2 separate regions of the Ornithorhynchus anatinus genome follow, and region 1 is linked to region 2. The links are chromatin contacts, called in public Hi-C maps. All regions are on one chromosome and are shown on one strand. The core of a region is the stretch at or near the end of the contact, and the rest is flanking DNA. Distances in the headings are between cores, read along the strand shown. Region 1 has its middle 110 kb from the start of ACAA2. Region 2 overlaps LOC114810082 (a long non-coding RNA gene).

Region 1 (2,700 bases), core at 178-2,677, 94 kb before region 2:
GACTATCGTCTGCCAAGAGTGGAGACGGCCTCAGACTGAAGGACAATCCTCGTTCATGTCAGGAAGGGATTTCTAGCCCAATATCGGTATTTCCTGCCACACCCATAGCCACGGCCAGCAGCGGCATCTCTGGGTTGAAGGGCAAAGTTAGAAGAAAGGATTTTCTTCAGGGAGAGTCAGCCAGTCTCTTGACGCTAGTCATTAAAACGTCAGTGTTTGATGCCTAAGGAATGGCTTGAGCCTCATAACCAGGCAGCTGTTCCAATTGCTGAAAAATTGTTTGGAACAGAAAGTGAACAATCCTGTATCTATATTAAATCGAAAGAGAAATGCAAAGCCACAAGATACAGTTAGTGAGCCAGTCAGCCAACTGTATTTATTGAGTGCTTACTATGTGCAGAACACTGTCCTAAGCACTTGGGAGAGTACACTAACAGACGCATTCCCTGCCCACGCTGAGCTTACAAGTCCAGAGGGGGAGACAGACATTAATATAAATTGTATACTTGGAACACTCATCTAAATTACTTTTTACTAAAAATACGTTCTGTACCTCTCTCCTTAAGCCCTCGGCCAGGAACCTAAAAGGACACAACAGAGAAAGATATACATTTTCTCTCTAAATCCTGTTTCCCTTGTCTTCAGAAATTCATAAAATTCCAAGCTGTGGCTTTTCTCAGAGGTGTCATGACATTAGAAAATCATGCCAACTCTTCCCCCAGGGGCATTTTGAGAGAAATTGAAACTGCTTTCCCAACCTGGGGCACAGGTGTGCTGGAAACGCTCTTCTGAGAAGACAATTAGTTGATTAGCCAAAATTAAAGCCTGGGGCAAGGGAAGGAGTTGGGAAGGGTGGGGAGGGGGAAAGGGGAAGGAGGGGTGGGGAAAAGGATAATGGGAGGAGAAGGAGTACAGGGATTTTCCTGAAAGACTGGCTTAGACAACCATGCTAATTAATCTGAGTCCCGTGCTGCCAGCACTGATGTCGAAGAAGACTGAAATGTCCTTTGCGTTTCAGCAACCATCCCAAGTTGGGGATCTTGGCTCACAGCCAAAGGGGAAAACCACAGACTCTAATATTACCACTTGCCAGGAAAAAAAAAAACCCAACAAACACAAGAACATCTGTTGCCTTCTGACCCGCTGGTTCGCTGACTAAATCAGCAGAGTGGGAGGGGGCGAGTAAGCGCCGCCCTGGCTGAGGGAGAGACCAGGGTCTGTCAGTGAGGTCTGGGGGAGCCTGGATCATTCCCCTTTCCCTTCTCTCTTCTTCCATAGTCTTCACTCACTCACTGCCCCAAAAAACCCCTGTTGCTCCAACTCAGTCTCTTGGCTGCAGCTAAGAAAATGTTCCAAGAATTTGGCTGTTTTCTTTAGAGTTGCCAAGCCCAGGCACAAAGAACAATTCAGGCCAAAAAGTCAGGAAGAAGTTCCTCGAAGGGGAATTCCATGAGACAAGGCAGCATCTCCTCAAAGGAAATCATAACCAACAATTCAGAGCCGATTCCTGACATTCTTTTTTTTAAAAAAAAGTTTTTCTAGTATTTGTTAAGCGCTTACTATGTGTCAAGCACTATTCTAAGTGCTGCAGTAGAGACAAGTTAATCAGGCCGGATCAGGTCCCTGTCTCACATGGGGTTCACAGTCTAAGTAGAAGGGAGAACAGGTATTGAACCTTCATTTTGCAGTTGAGAAAACTGAGGCACAGAGAAGGTAAGTGAGTTGCCTAAGGTCATATAGCAGGCAAGTGGAGGAGCCTCGATCCTCTGGCTCCCAGGCCTTTGCTTTATCCACCAAGTCACACTGCTTCTCAAGCCATTCTCCCAGCTTCCCAGTGGAAAGGAATTTGTGAAAAGGACTCTTCCAGGACTCCACCATGGCTATAACGCAAAATTACACACCTCCTCCCCTGTCCTGGAATGCCCTCCCTCCTCACCTCCACCAAACTCTCTTCCCTCTTCAAAGTCCTACTGAGAGCTCACCTCCTCCAAGAGGCCTTCCCAGACTGAGCTTCCCCTTTTCCCTCTGCTCCCTCTCTGCCCACCCCCCTTCACCTCCCCTCAGCTAAACTCCCTTTCCCCCACTTTCCCTCTGCTCCTCCCCCTTTCCCTTCCCCTCCCCTCAGCACTGTGCTCACCTGCTCATTTGTATATATTTTTATTGCCCCATTTATTTTAATTCATGCATTCATTCAATAGTATTTATTGAGCGCTTACTATGTGCAGAGCACTGTACTAAGCGCTTGGAATGTACAAGTCGGCAACAGATAGAGACAGCCCCTGCCCTTTGATGGGCTTACAGTTAATGAGAAGTACATCCCCTTGATTCTATTTATTGCTACTGTTTTTGTCTGTCTCCCCCGATTAGACTGTAAGCCCGTCAGTGGGCAGGGATTGTCTCTATCTGTTGCCGAATTGTACATTCCAAGCACTTAGTACAGTGCTCTGCACATAGTAAGCGCTCAATAAATACTATTGAATGAACTGAATGAAAATTACTTCACTAGGGGTTACTCAAGACTGCATCGTGCGTTACCCTGCAAAGAGGGTACTTAATGCCCAGGGCAGCCTTTTGGGATTATCTCATCTCCATCTGTCCAGCTGTTTACAATGAGTTACACATGTTCTGTCTTTTCACAGTCTGAATTAGAGCACCACATCTCCCATGGGGACTGAAAGTGTTGTTCTTAAAATTTGTTGG
Region 2 (2,861 bases), core at 278-2,777:
TATTTGTTAAGCACTTACTATGTGTCAGGCACTGTTCTAATCACTGAGGTAGATATAACAATCAGGTTGGACACAGCGCCTGTCCCATATGGGGCTCACAGTCTTAATCCCCATTTCATAGATGAGGTAACTGAGACACAGAGAAACTAATTAACTTGTCCAAGGTCACAGAGCAGATAAGTGCAAAGTAGCCAGGGCTTTGTGGAAAGAGCATGGATTTGGGAGGAAGTGGGTTCAAATCCCACTCCGCCACTTGTGAGCTGTGTGACTTTGGGCAAGTCACAACTTCTCTGTGCCTGAATTCCCTCATTTGTTAAAAGGGGATCAAGACTGCGAGCTCCACATGGGACAACCTGATTACCTTGCATCTATCCCAGCACTTAGAACAGTACTCGGCACATAGTAAGCGCTTAACAAAAACCATCATTATTATTATGAAGTGAAGAAGCTGAGATTAGAACCCAGGTCCTTCTGTTGCCCATGTTCTTTCCACTAGACCACAATGCTTCTCCCCTCCCTCAAGCTGGTCTCTCTCTACATGGATTCTAGCTTTCCTCATGATCACTGACCCCACCACAGCTGAAAGGAAGGGACTTAGGTTGTGTCATCCCCAGGGACGGGAGCCTCTGCTTTACACTTCCACAAGAGTGGCAAGGTTGACATCTGCCCTTACCACATCCAAGCATGGCTCAACTGGCCAATCCCAAAATTATTCCCTCTCAGAACCCTTACAATCCACACGTCTCCTGTCTCTTTCCATTCTTCCACAAACCCCCAATTCCTCCCACCTCTGATACAACTGCATCATGGAAAGCAACAAATCAAACAAAGGCGATTCAGCCGCTGCTCTCCTACTTAGCCCAGGCCTACTCCCTTCCAAACCCAGTTACTGGAGGAAGCCCAATCAGGTATGCATCCTTTTATCATTCCCTGGAGCCATACTGAGCCCAGATCTCCAAATTTTCAATCTAAATCACCTGGAAATGGGGGAGGAGAGGATCTGCAGAAGTGTCCTGTCTCTCTACGGCCCTCAGGACTAAGGATGGGCTGAGAAGCCCATCCCAAATAGGTCCTCATGAACCACAATGATAAGGATGATGAAGGAAAAAAAGAGGGGATTCCAGGCTGGACCACTCCCAGCCCAAACCCACTAGGTCCGGGCAGACCTGGTCCGACCTCAGTTTCCCTTGCTTTCAGCAGCACTGGCTCTGAGGGCAACCTCCTCCTGATCTGCTTGCAGGTACCCACACTCAGAGAAGGAGGGGTGAAGGGATGGGGGAGGGAGAAATTCCTTTGCTGGGAGGAAGCCAAGAGATCTGGACCTTGGCCAACTCCAAGTGGTGCCCGGACACCTCGGGTGGCCTCGTGGGATGTGAGAGATGGATTCCTGGGGAAGGAGCTGCCCCACCCTATGTCAGGAATGGTCACTGAGCCCAGCGCATTGGAATTTCCCTGCTTGGCTCGAGTTCAGATCGGAGCAGAGCGGCACGGAGGTGGCCCAGTGCCTGCAGCTGGAGTGAGCAGTTAGTCCCACCGGACCAGAGGAGGTTTCAGGTGGCGGGCTGGGGGAGGTGTCCATCAGGTGACATGGGAACCAAGGTAGCAAGGTGATTCTGAGCTTTTTCCCATCTCTGCCCAGTGGCCCAGATTGACCTGACCTCAGTTCTGGGATCGTTCCTAGGATTTGGGTCTGCCCTAGAGTTTCATCATCAACAGCATTAAGCAACTCTTGTGTGCAGAGCCCCAGATTAGGAGCCTGGACATGTGATGGTGGTGACAGAGTTGGCAGTCTTCAATACCAGATGCGGCTTGGCTTCGTCACGAGAACTATCGGATGGAGAGAAACTGCGCGAGAAAAGTGCCTGCAACACTAGGGGGTGGGAACAAACAGTAGAAAACAACAGCAGGTCTCTTCCCTGAGGAGTTCAGATTAGAACTTTGTGAGTTTTTAATGGTATTTGTTAACCACTTACTATGTGCCAGGCACTGTACACAGGCCCTGGGGTAGAGACAAATAGGGCTCAATTGCTATTTTACAGAGGCACAGGTAACAGGCACAGAGAAGTGAAGCGACTTGCCCAAGGTCACACAGCTGACAAGTGGTGGAGGTGGGATTAGAACCTAGGTTCTCTGACTCCTAGTCCCGTGCTCTTTTCATTACACCTCGCTGCCTCTCCATTGAACCTAATCTCCCCGATGTATGCCAACTCTGCTCCGAATGAGAGAAAGGGGGTGATATGTAGGAGGAACAACAGAGATGCGATTTTGAGGAAGAGTAAGCCGGGTGGGGGATTTGGAAGGAGCAGGCAGAATTTGAAGAGTACATTTGGAGCCTTTTCACCCAGCACAGAAACTCTAAATATTCTTGAGCCTTGCTTGGAAGCTCTTGAGTTTTGGAAAAGGGTGGAGGTGGTGACAACTGTTGTTTCGCCCCATAGCTGGAAACTTCTGGGGGTCAATAGTCATCACTCCCAAATTCAATCAATGGTATTACTGAGCACCTGAGTTCAACACACTGTACTAAGCCCTTGGGCTAAATACAACAGAAGTAAGATATCCATCTCCTTGCCTTGAAGGAGTTAATGATTTGAGTCAAATCGGGAATGATCTGAGGCCAGAAAGTCCCAAAGTTGACAGACACTCTGGTCCTTCACCCTCAGGGCCAAGCCAAGATTGTGGACAGGGAATGTTTCCGTTATATTCTGTTATAGAGTACTCTCCCAATCGCTTAGTACAGACATCTGCATAGTGAGTGCTCAGTAAATATGCTTGACTAACCCAAGCAAAGAAGCAAAGTCATCAACGAATCAGGCACTGGTATTTATTAAGCACTTACTGTATGCAGAGCACTGTACCAAGAG

Evidence for each region. A called contact is a pair of places that touch in the nucleus more often than the background predicts.
Region 1: a Hi-C map of fibroblasts shows a contact between it and region 2, with 1.7 times the contacts expected there. The contact joins two enhancer-like sites. A contact is called at or near these places in 2 of 2 Hi-C or Micro-C datasets (fibroblasts and liver).

Annotation. Positions count from the first base shown.
Region 1 is chr3:65,313,183-65,315,882 of mOrnAna1.pri.v4, reverse strand. No RefSeq gene overlaps it. Among named protein-coding and RNA genes, the nearest start is that of ACAA2, 110 kb to the left of the region's middle. Within about 2 kb of position 1,427, the one cell type or tissue checked has an H3K27ac peak away from gene starts, as active enhancers do. A contact at or near this core is called in fibroblasts, where this site is marked.
Region 2 is chr3:65,219,102-65,221,962 of mOrnAna1.pri.v4, reverse strand. All of the region lies in intron 2 of LOC114810082 (a long non-coding RNA gene), which reads right to left. Among named protein-coding and RNA genes, the nearest start is that of LIPG, 88 kb to the right of the region's middle. Within about 2 kb of position 1,527, the one cell type or tissue checked has an H3K27ac peak away from gene starts, as active enhancers do. A contact at or near this core is called in fibroblasts, where this site is marked.